Linked DNA regions of Rattus norvegicus: region 1 is linked to region 2. A link is a contact called in public Hi-C data. All regions are on one chromosome and are shown on one strand. The core of a region is the stretch at or near the end of the contact, and the rest is flanking DNA. Distances in the headings are between cores, read along the strand shown.

Region 1 (5,648 bases), core at 40-2,539, 1.2 Mb after region 2:
GCCTTCTCCCGTCAAGAGCTTAGACTAGCCGGTTTGCTTTTCCCGCAATTCTTAAGGATTTTACCGGAAATCAAATAAATGCAAAGTGTCCCGATGCTGAGATTTCCCTGTCAGAAAGATCTAGGTCTTTCTGCACTTATTTCATTCAAAAGGTGGATCGCACACACTTTTGCAAAACTTTTGTTTGTGCTGTTAAAGCAACCCGAAAGTATTTTTTTTAAAACATGGAATAGTTGACTTTTACATGTCACACAGTCTTCTTTAATTTCGTTTTCATCACCCTCATTCTACCGTTTTGTCTTTAAATATAAAAGCACCCCAAACCAACATGACATCAGGCCGTCTTTGGTGGTTGTGAGGCCTGAGGCCTTCCAGCAATACGTACCTCTCAGAGTGTTGCCTTCCTTGACTTTTGGGTCAAATTCTGCAGACAAAATTCGGTCAATACCAAATTTGAGGTCTTTGCTGGAGGGGGCAGGGGCGGAGCCGCTATGGTGGGGGACCACCCGCGTCCCCGAAGTCGGCGGCTGCAGGGAGCCCGCCCGGGGTGGAGGCGGGGGCTGTTGCTGCGGCTGCTGTTGCTGCGTTGGTGGTTGCTGCGGGAGATGCTGGTGGTAGGCGGCAGAGAGCGGAGACAGCCGCTGAGGGAATCCAGCCGGGACTTCTGAGGGCGCCACCACCGGGGTGGGACGGAGCGGGGATCTGGCGGCAGCTTGGAAGGAAGCGTGCGGGTGCACGGAGCCCAAGTGTGCGGTGAGGGCTGCCGAGGCCCCCACCAGTCCCTCTGCAGCGGGTCCCGGCTCCCCGACGCCGGCGTGCAGGATGTCCGCGATGCAGAAAGAGGGTTTCTTGACAGCGGCCGGGTCCAAGGCGAAGGAGCAGCCGCCCGGGCCCGCGGAGGAGCAGTAGGCGGCTGACCAGAGACTAAAGTTGGAAGCGTAGAAGGGAGCCAGGCCGGCTGCGAACATCCTGGCAGGATCCCGGCGGGGTCTTGGGTGAGTGGGGAAGTGGGTGGGTGCTCGGGGAGAGGCGGTGTCCCAGCCCAGCCCGAGCTGCTTTCGCTTCTCCGCTCGCCCCGAAGCGGAGGGCCAGCCCGGGAGCCCTAGCGCCACCGAGGGACGTGGCGAGGGCCCGATCGCCGCCCGCCACGGCCTGGGCCCCTGGCTTGGCTTGAAAGGCGGCGCGGCGGGCAAGCTCTCCGTCCGGTGGATGGAGGCGATCGCCCGGCGCTGGGGCGAGGCGGCGGACGCGGCCTCGTTCTGCTACTCCGCAGAAGCCGGGGAGACAGGGGCCCGACACCGAAAGAAAAACCCAAACAGCTAAGCCCTAAGAGCTAAATTTAAAACAACAATAATCATCCGTTAGTTTAAAAAAAAAAAAAAGGAAAAAAAAAAAAACTCCTCTCTAAAAACTCCCAAAGTTTTGGCAGGAGCTTTCGAGTCAGACCCGGGGTAGGACCTTGATCCGTGCGCTCATTGGCTGTCTTCGTGACCAATGGGACTCCGGAGTGGAGGGGAATTGGGAAAGAGGGGGCGTGGCCCCACGCTCAGCCACGCCCTGGCCACGCCAAAGTGTTTTCTGCGGCCGCGTGGGCTGAGCAGAGTCCTGAGAGTATCTGGGAGCCGCTTAGGGGCCGAAAGTCGACTCCTAGGGCCTCTGGCTGTCCTCTATCCCCTGCAGCTCGGGGACCCGCCACCCGCAGAGCCTCGGAGTCCGTCTCAGGAGTTTTTCTGGAGCTGCGAAGGAGGAGATCACTGAGGCTCCTGTACTCTGATGTACTGCACCCCCTAACCCCCAAACGCCCCAACAGACCACGCTGGCGGTCCACAGGCTGTCCCTTCCGTATTCTGCTCTCACGCGATTTTCCTTCTCTCTACTTTTCTCCAAGTGCTTTTATCACAAGTCCTAGGTAAAGGCCTCCATCTTCTCAGCGCCCCTACAACCCAAAATCCCGACCCAAATCTACTATAGTCCGCTGGCCTCTCAGCTCACGGGAGCTCCTCCGAGAAGCCAGGAGGAGGGCCGGCCGCAAATTAGTTTTATTCTGAGCTGTCATTCTAGTGACAACTTGAAAGAGTGACTTTTCAAACAAAATAAGATAGATGGCTCCAAACGTCTCCCTTAGACAGAGCCAAACTTTTGCCCCGAGCCTCGGAATCAACAAGGAGTGCAGCCCCGGGAGAGCAGCACGCGTGTCCCCTCTCTGCACCTTATAGGAAGTGCCACCCTCCGCGGCCACCACATCCCCGGGTCACGTGGGGTCCTACATTTTGCAAGTGCCAGGGAGCGGTTGCCTCTGAGATTAAATGCCTACTTTTAATTCGGTGGCAGTTTTTTCCAGGATCCGCTCTGGCCTGTTGGCGGGAGGCACTGTCCGAGCCTCTACAGCCAGCGCCTTCCATTCTCACTAGGGGTCTTTAGAACTCAGGCCGGGTGTAGTGGGGGTTTTCTGTCGCATCCATATCTCTATTTTAAGAATTCGTTCTCTTTTAAATTATAGTCAGAATGGATTTCCCCGCCCCTCTCCCAAACAGACCACAGGCCATCCAGATGAGCTGTTGTTGAGCATTTCAGGAAGAAAACAAAATAACGACAATAACGAAACCGCCAAATCTTTTGTTTTCGATTGTCCAAATGAGTGTCTCCGGAATGATAGCTCAAGGCAGGCTTATTTCCCCCTCAGCAATAAGATACCAAAAACCTGAAACCGCCAGGGAACTGCCAGGTTACTATCAGCTCAGATTGACGTGGGCTCCTGAGTTGATGTCTAACAGCTTCGGAGCTTTGGTCGCCGGTGTTGTCATCATTAGCGGACGCCTTTCTCCCGGACAGCAATCAGTGGCTAATCAATCACAGGATATGATGTCCCAGCATCAGGGACAGGGGCACTATATCAAGGGATGGAGGAATACAGACAGTTGAGGGCAGCGGTGCCTGGGACGAGAGGGGCCGGAAGTCCTGTCTAGCAAGGGGTGGACTTGTAACAAGTACAGGGGCCACCGGAGGCTGTATTTGGGCTAAAGATCTAGTGTGATGCGGTGTGAGACCGGTTTATTAACTTCACTGGGCATTAGAGAGAGAGAGCAAGTCACTTGTCTAGGGAGAGAGTATCTAGGCTGCCCTGCTCTCTGGTTTTTTCTAGCAGCCTTTGTAATTCGGTTGCGATTCCAGTTTAACCTCAGACGTCCAGACAGCGAGGGGCCTATAGCCAAGTCCCAGTTCAAAACCGCGCTTCGCTCAGAGGCCTGCACCTTCTCCTCCTCCTCTAGAAATAAAGCTCCCACCTCCTTCCCCTCTTTGCTCTGTTTGCTGAACTGGAGTTGTGAGTGTAGAACCCTGGTGCTCTAGGCGTCTGGCAGCGTGCACAACCCGCCCGCAGTTAGAAGCCAGGAGTGCCCTGCAGCTCAAAGGCTAGACTGCAAGGGCTGCTTCTCCCGCAGCTCAATGCTTTACAAGCTGCGTCGCCTCCGAGCGATCCTCGGTTCTCCCAGGCCTGCGGCACCATTGCAGTCGTTGCAGCCCAGCTGCAGCTTTGTCATACAATCGGAACTCCAGGTGGCGTGTGGCAAACGCAAAAGAAAGAAAAATTAAGGGAAGGGAAGGGAAGGGGAGGGCAGGGGAGGGGAGGGGAGGGGAGGGGGGAGGGGAGGAAAGGAGAAGAGAAGAGAAGAGAAGAGAAGAGAAGAGAAGAGAAGAGAAGAGAAGAGAAGAAAAGAAAAGGAAAAGAAAAGAACAGCCGCAGGGGAGGGAGGGGAGACTTTGGATCTCTCTTGCTCCAGGCCCAAGTCTCACCCCTACAGGCCAGTCGCTTTGGCGGCAACCTGAACACTGCCCTCCTCCTTACCCCCTACCCTTCAGAACCAAGAAAGCAGCAGGAAGCCCAGGGCTCGCCCGGAGTTCAGGTCATCTCCTGTTTTTTTGATGGGCTCAAACTTGGACTAAATGAGCGGATATGCCTGCGAGATTGGTCTCAAAATAGAAGCGGTCCTAGTATTTTAGGATACTGCAGAAATCCTTATTTCTTCCGGTGAAAAACTCTATAATGACTCCTAGCACTTCCCCTTTCAATATTTGTGCAACTTTATCTCCACCGGCAAGTTGCTGCGGTGACGCAAATCCGCTCTTCTGTATTACAACTTCCAAAATAAATGCACGGAAATCAATTCCCTTCTAGCAATGAAAATATAAATACACAGCTGCGACTTTCGCCTTTAATCTTTGCTTTCCGAGAGTCCTCGGACTGTGATGAAATGAACTAGCCCAAGAGTTGTTGTTGCGTTGTGCCTGGGCAGGGAGGCCCTAGGGGCAGAGGCGTGGACTCCCAAGGGATCTTGTAACCACCAGGGAAAGAAATGGGCCTGATTAAATCAAATTACTTGAACTTAGTTCACACACACACACACACACACACACACACACACACACTTGAAAGTGGCTGAAAACTTTGTAAGTGGCTGCTGTGCCTGGGGCTTCTGCTCAGTTGTGATTACTGTCTATGCAGCCTGTAACCAGCCCCCTCCCCCGCTTTTCTTTTCCAGAGAAAGTACACAGCCGAAGATTATTTCGCAATACCAGGGATAGCCAAGGTCAAGGCAGGTCCCCTTTAGAATTTGACAATGGGGTTTATGGGGATTTAAGATTGAGGAAAGGATTTGACGCAAACACAACACTCAGGCAAGAGAAAGGTCTGGTCTCTTTTTGGTTCTCTCTTTTGTTCAGAGAAGCAAATTCCTGCTTTAGACCCAGGGACACACAAAGCCGGCTGGAGAGGAGCATGCTAGGCATTCCTTATTGCAGGAAGAAGACTCAAGGTGAACTTAAACTAGCCAGAGCTGTGGTGGCCTTTTGTTTTTGTCTTGAGATTCTGGGGAATATACTGTGTGAAGTTACCCCTATCTCCACATGGGGACTACATCTCCAGTTCACTGTAAAAATTCTGTCAAACATGCTATCTACCCCGGCCTGGGAGTTCTTCTGTTTTGTTTGGAAGGAGAGAGAAATAAATATCTGTAATGAAAAGGGAGAAGAAGCCATCGTATCCTGGTATTAAGCGTTTGAGAGGCTCCTGCTTCTCTACCAGCTAGGCTTAGATTAGCTGCCGGTCAGGCTCACATTCGATGGCAAATGCAGGACTTGGGGGTGGGGTGGGGGTGGGGCTCTAAATATTACAGTTTAGGCTCTTGAGAACATTAACAAAGAGAGGGTGTGAGGGAGAGTTATTCTAAATAGGCTCACCTGTTTTCTGAGTCCTCAGGGTTACTCAGGTTGGGGGTAGGGACTTTCTATGAGGTAGAAGGAGCAACAGTGACTGTAGGCACCTGTAGTCATTTGACTTGTTCACACATACCCTTCCCCATTTCCCAGGTGTGCCAGGCCCTCTGGTGACCCACCTCTCCTAGGACCACAACCTCTCCCTTTAAACTTTATTTATCCCATAGGTCTGGGACCCAAAACTCCAGGCCCTTTGTCTCTCCAAGTTCGCCCCAAGTGTCTCTCCTGTTTCTTTTCTGTCATTCTTAGGACGTGTCACATCATACACGTGTGGTCATTTGGCTCTCGCCCTCATGTGTTCTCTCTCTCTCTCTCTCTCTCTCTCTCTCTCACACACACACACACACACACACACACACACAAACACCACAATGGGG
Region 2 (5,883 bases), core at 400-2,899:
GCTCCTCGAGATCTCACACGTCTTACTTTTCACTTCAACTTCAAGATGGAAGGGGTTTAAACCCCGTGTCATTTCCCTCTAAGATGGCTGGAAATCTTGGGTCCCTTCCGAAGGATCAGCTCTGACCCCCGAAGGGACTCTTTGAGCTCATGTCCTGCGGTCTCTGTTCAAAGCAGGCAGCAAACACACAGTCTCCGGTCGGCAGTGTTTAAACTAAGCGTTAAAAAGGCAGGTTATCAAGATACAGACCACACCGGCCCGATGTAAGGCATTTTGAACTCCTTTTCAAAACTAGTTTTTAATTATGTGCATGCGTGTCTATCTGTCCGTGTCAAATACAGTGCTCATGGAAGGCCAGAAGAGGGTGTTAGAGCTGCTGGAGTCAGGGTCATAGGTGCTGAGAAGGGAACAGGAAGAATCCTGGGTCATTCGCAAGAGCGGTAACCGGGGAGTTATTTTTCCAGCTCTATTCTGAAGTCGTTGGAATGGGAGGATGGTGGGTGGGCCCAGAGAACTAAACTGGAACTGAAAGGATTCTCTGAAATTCTGGGAAGCTGGAGGAGGGGCAGAGAGTTTCCTTGGCCCAGGGTTCTTGATGAACTTAAGTCACCTATAGTCAGGCAGTGAGCTTTCAAGGAAGGGCATGGCTCTTAGAAAGCCTATAGGGCACAGTGAGGCCAGCGTGTGCTCAGTTTTCTCAGAATTTATGGAGTTGAAAGGTCCAGAAAGGAAAGAAAACAAAAGCAAAAACAAGGGACCAGGTGTTTGTAGAGCAACTGGTGGGGCGGGGCGGGAGCAGTAGGGACTTCAGAATGATTAGGTGAAGTGATGCTGGTGCGGCTGGTGTCAGCTCCATGCCCCACCCACGGCAGCCTTGCGGAGTGCTGAGACCTCTCAGGTGAAGCCAGAGCGCTCAGCTGTGATGCAGAAAACCGCTTTAGGAGAGGACGCTAGAAGCAGAGCTGGGGTTTATTATGAAGAGGCTTTTAAACACAGATTACAGCACGGGTGCTAACAGGAGCTGGACACTTAGAGCAAGGCTGGTAAACACACAGCGTGGGCCCGGGTGTCTCAGCTACAGCCTTGCACGCGGTTGCGGTGGCTCCTGAAAATGCATTAGAGCTTCACTGGGAACTTTCTTTTTCCTCTTCCTCTTCCGGTAAATGGGTGCATAGAGTTCTTGGATAGCATTACATTCTGATAAGCTAAAACCACGCTCACAAGAGAGGGGAAATTAATTGTAATTATGCATTTACTTCTCCCAGCATGTTCAAACACTGTACGCAGTTGAGTTTACATTCTTTCTCTTCTTCAGTTCGAAGTTTTCTAAGTGGAGGTATGGTTGTTCTCATCTTCATTCGGTACAGTCATACTTCAAGTGGCCTTCCGTCTGTGTATCCTTTATCAAGCCCTGGCCCTGAGATCTGGGTGAAAAATCCCGAGTCCGGAGAATTCATGAGTTCAGAAAGGATTCTCGGCCCTCTACCCCAAATGTCCCTGCTCAGAGGGTGTTGTTCTAGCATCCAGGAAAGCAGGCAGAAACTTTCTTGGGAGTCCCTCCCCCGCCCTTGCCCTCGGCGGGACAGGACTTTGGAGCCAGGCTGGGCTGGCGAACTGGGGCTGCCACGTGTCAGCCACAGCGCAGGGCGGTGTCTTGGTTCAGCGGGCCACAGTCCCAAGGCCAAGTGTGGGAGGCTCAGCGACTTCTCCTCCCCAGCCGGCGTTAGGGCGGCGCCACAGTGCCTCTCACCGGCCGACCTGCGTAACTGCAGGCCTGGAGCCTCCAGGCTGCCAGTTTTGTTTCCAGGAGCACGCTCCCTCAGAAAGGGTGGAGCTTCAGACACTCATTTCTAGCGAACTAAGTAACACCTCGGCTCAGTAGCAGGCCGGCCTTCCCCAACCCGCCCTCTTCTTGCTTTTGTTACATCCCAGGATCCCCCCCGCTCCCCGTGCCACTTCTAAAACACAGTTAGGGTGCCTAGCATCCGTGTGTGTTTCTTTAGAAGCATCCTAAGGAAACATCTCAGGAATCCGTTTCCCACTGCATCTCTCCTGTCCGTTTAAGTGGTATTTTTATTCCAGGAGAGTACCGTATTATATTCACTCATCTACTGCCTCCTCCAGATTTCTCTAGGGCCCCAACCCCTCTCCTTCCCAGCTCCGCATCTTTTATTTTTATTTTTTTGTATCGATCGCCCTTTGAACCCAGTGAGTGCTGCTCGCATGCACATGAATATGGGCGATCCACTAGGGCATGAGGAGCGGTTCAGTGGCCGCATTCCTCAGCAGCTACCCAATAGCTTCTCCCATGTGGCTGGTGGGGACTTGGGGACCCCTCCCCTCCCCGTGCTGTAATTTTGACTGGCTTGCTTTTGTGCAGGTAACCACAGCTAATGTGATTTGATACATGCAACAGTTATGTCATGCCCCGAAGTCGGTGTTTCACAGCTCCCGCGCAGTGGCCAGCTGAGCACTGGATTGTGGGAGGTTGGTGTAGGTGATCCAGCCACAGCTGAGTGCTCGGTTGTTTTTAGTTGACCCACTGACCTGTTATGAGTCTTTACAGGAACCACGGCGCACTGCCAAAGGAAGCTTCTCTGACTGAAGGTGAAAGCATCAGGAGTCTACGGACATAAATATACATATTAAGAAGGTGGTTTGATAGCATGGCCATTTAGCAAAAAACCAAACCAAACCAAACCAAACCAAACCAAACCAAAACAAAACAAACCAAACCAAAACAAAACAAAACAAACCAGCAAAGCAAAGCAACATCAGTAGGTACCCCATACCCCACAGACAGGCCTGTGTTCTCCTCAGTCATGGGCTTTTGACCAGGTTTACAGTATGAAGGATGAAATATCTCTCATGGAGCAGGCCTCACATCCAACCAGAGAACCGTTGGTTACGGCCTTAGCTGTCATGCCTCTGTGTTCCAGTGGACACTTCTGTCAGGCCAGTGTGGCAAGGATCACAGCCGTGTGAGATTGTTGGTGACTTTTCCCCTCCAGAGGCTGGCACAGCACCTCTGGCCTAGGTAAGCTAGCCAGCAGAGTGTCCTGGTCAGCTTGGGTTGTTTCTCTATGTTCTGGATTGTAAGGGAGTGCTGTCTTCAGCAACAGGGTCTCACTGTCTAGTTCTGGAAGGCGACCAAGAGGAATGGCAGAAGCCTGTGTTGTGTTGGGTGCCTCTGGGAGCCTCCTTAACCAATAACTCTCAGGGAGGGATTGCCTGCCTGGTTCGGAGTTCGTCATTTGTAACTTACGTCTTCTGGGGGAGCATTATTTACTCATGCAGAGTCTTTCTGTACATGTATAATCACACATTATTAATATCCCAAACAGCGCCACCTACTGGGGCCAGGTGTTTAAACACATGAGATTATGGGGGGCATTTTACATCCAACCACCAGACTTGGGAACCCGAGTTCCAGACTCAGGGTTTCAATCAGGGACGACTTTGTACCTTCCACCCCAGGGAGCCGATGGAAACAGCCGAAGAAACTCTCAGAGCTCAAACAGAAACGCCTCCACATGAAAACTTCAGGTTTCTTCAGGTTTTCTTTAGAGAGTGGTTAAGCCTTTGCATATGTTTAAATTCAGATAAATTGTTCGGACAGCGCTGGAAGACAAGCAGGATGGTGGAGAATCGGGTGGCTCTAGAACTTTTTGTCCTGGAGTGGGAGATAGTGTTATTTCTCATCTTGGGGTCAGGAAATCCTGGTTTTCTATGGCTGTTCTGCTACTGCTGGCTGGGTGACCTCAGTCAAGTGACATGACATTTCTGAACTTCAGTTTCTTCATGTATAACCGAAATATTTCCCTAAGGAGCTGGTATAGACTATTCATGGGTTAAATAGTAAGAGGTCACAAAGTTCTTGGGACAAGACTTGTGCCTTTTATAAGACAACTTTGTGTTAAATGGTAGTTTATAGTAGTGGCTCCTCCTCCTGCTCCTCCCCACCCTTCCTCCTCCTCCTCCTCCTCCTCCTCCTCCTCCCACTCCTCCTCCCCCACTCCTCCTCTCATTGCTCCTCAACCCCCACATCCCTTTCTTTTGGCCATTCCCCAGTGTATTAGTTACTCCCCGCCCCCCCATGACAGAATACCTCATAGAAGCAATTTAAGAGAGGGGAGGTTTATTTTGGTGCATGACTTAGGAGCTATAGCTCTTCATGGTGGGAAAGGCAGTACACCTGTGGTGGTCGGAGCTTGTGGTGTGGCTTGTTCCTCATTCAGGGAAGTAGAAGGAGAATTAGGAACAGAGAGTAAGTTCCAAGCAGGACCTGCCTACAAACCGAAGGGTTTGCCCCTACAGACTCCCATGTCCTGAGCTCCATGGCCAACCTCCCAAACAGCGCCACCTACTGGGACAAAGTGTTTAAACACATGAGACTATGGGGGACATTTTACATCCAAACCACCAGCCTTGGGAACCTGAGTTCCAGACCCAGGGTTTCCAATCAGGGATGATTTTGCATCTCCCACCCCAGGGAGCCAACGGGAACACCTGCAGATATTTCAATAGTTGTTTCAGGATGGAGCTGGGGATTGGGGTTGCTACTGGCATCTCCTTGGCAAAAGAGGGGGAGTGTTAAGTGTTTGTGGCGAACAGACAGCTTCACAGTGACACAGACCACTTTGACCCTGTGGTACCAAGGTCAGTAAATCTCAGTCTCTAAATATCTGTAAGGCATCTGTTCGATGGTGAGTACCAGCTCGGGGTTCATGCACTGGGCAGGGAATGAGTAAGTACCATGGAGGCTTCCTGGTAAGTAGCCTATCTATGCTTAGTGACTATGTGGAAACACTTTCTACCTCTTGGATGGGAAGGGCCACGGGTACCGGGAGGGTAATCTTGCACTCCAAGTTTAGAGACCTTGAGCAGGAAGGTTAAAGACAAGAAAGTTGCACGGGTCCCTTGGGAGGGCCATCTTTCTCCATGTCTGTGCTTGGGTTGCCTGGGGACGACATCAGCTTCTCTGTCACGAGGTCATCATTTATAAGCAAAGGCGGCTAAAGAGAAAGGGGTGAGGCAGGGCTCGCAAGTAAAGAGCTCGCCCAGCTTCCTTCTTGGTGACATGGTCCCAGTTTATTTACATTAAAGATTAAAAAGTGCACAGTACAAGACTTCCAGGCAAAGTCTGCCTGCTGAGTAGTAAGTAGAGAACTTTTCCCTACAAGAGGACCTTGCTGTCCTCTTGGCTGCTGTGAAGTGAGTAGTCAGTAGGTGGCGCTAGTTCACCACATAAGAGGATGCCAGCCCTGGCTACAAATTATACCAGTCTTGGAGTCTCTCACTCCTGAAGAGGAAAATAGAGTAACAGGAGCGATTTAGTTCTTAAAATAAGTCAGCAGCCCAGTGAAGCAAACGCCATGACGACGGCAGGTACATTTTCTTGCCTGAACTGGTGGAGAAGGACATTTGCCGCCAGAGGCTCTGGCTGCAGATTCCAAATGATCAAAACACACAATTAGACGAAGTCTCGCAGCAGGCCTGGCCTTGCAGGTGAATTTGAGCCATCTGGTGCCCAGTCATATGAGATCCGGCATGGACAGTGTGTTGTGGTGACAGTCCAGAGGGAAGGGCCCTGTCACTCGGGCTCCTGTTTGCGCTGCCAGTCCCCAGCTTGGGACAGTTTTGTCGACTTGAAGCTTTAACGTGACCAGGCTGTCTCTGGAGAGTGGTCTCTGCTTCCGTGCTGGGGACTGAGCAAAAGGCTCAAGAAAAAAGGGGCCAAATAGCAGTTTGAAATGTTGTGGAAAAGTCCCCCCAGTGTTAAGTGCTACGTTCCTGGAAAGTGGAGCAGAGCAGAATCTGGTATTTTGAGAGAGTCAAATACCGGATTGTTTGGCAGAAAGAAAAGGCAGGAGAAAGATGGTA

Evidence for each region. A called contact is a pair of places that touch in the nucleus more often than the background predicts.
Region 1: a contact with region 2 is called in a Hi-C map of the A7r5 cell line, with 5 times the contacts expected there. The contact joins the promoter of Hlx here to the enhancer-like site in region 2. A contact is called at or near these places in 5 of 12 Hi-C or Micro-C datasets (the A7r5 cell line, the Rat2 cell line, frontal cortex and 2 more).

What each region holds. Positions count from the first base shown.
Region 1 is chr13:98,815,975-98,821,622 of GRCr8, forward strand. It overlaps Hlx (H2.0-like homeobox), which reads right to left and starts at 1,290. Exons shown (of 4, transcript NM_001077674.1): 1 at 386-1,290. The coding sequence starts at 968.
Region 2 is chr13:97,607,047-97,612,929 of GRCr8, forward strand. No RefSeq gene overlaps it. Among named protein-coding and RNA genes, the nearest start is that of Hhipl2, 24 kb to the left of the region's middle. Within about 2 kb of position 1,650, at least 52 of the 93 cell types and tissues checked have an H3K27ac peak or open chromatin away from gene starts, as enhancers often do. A contact at or near this core is called in the A7r5 cell line and hepatocytes, where this site is marked.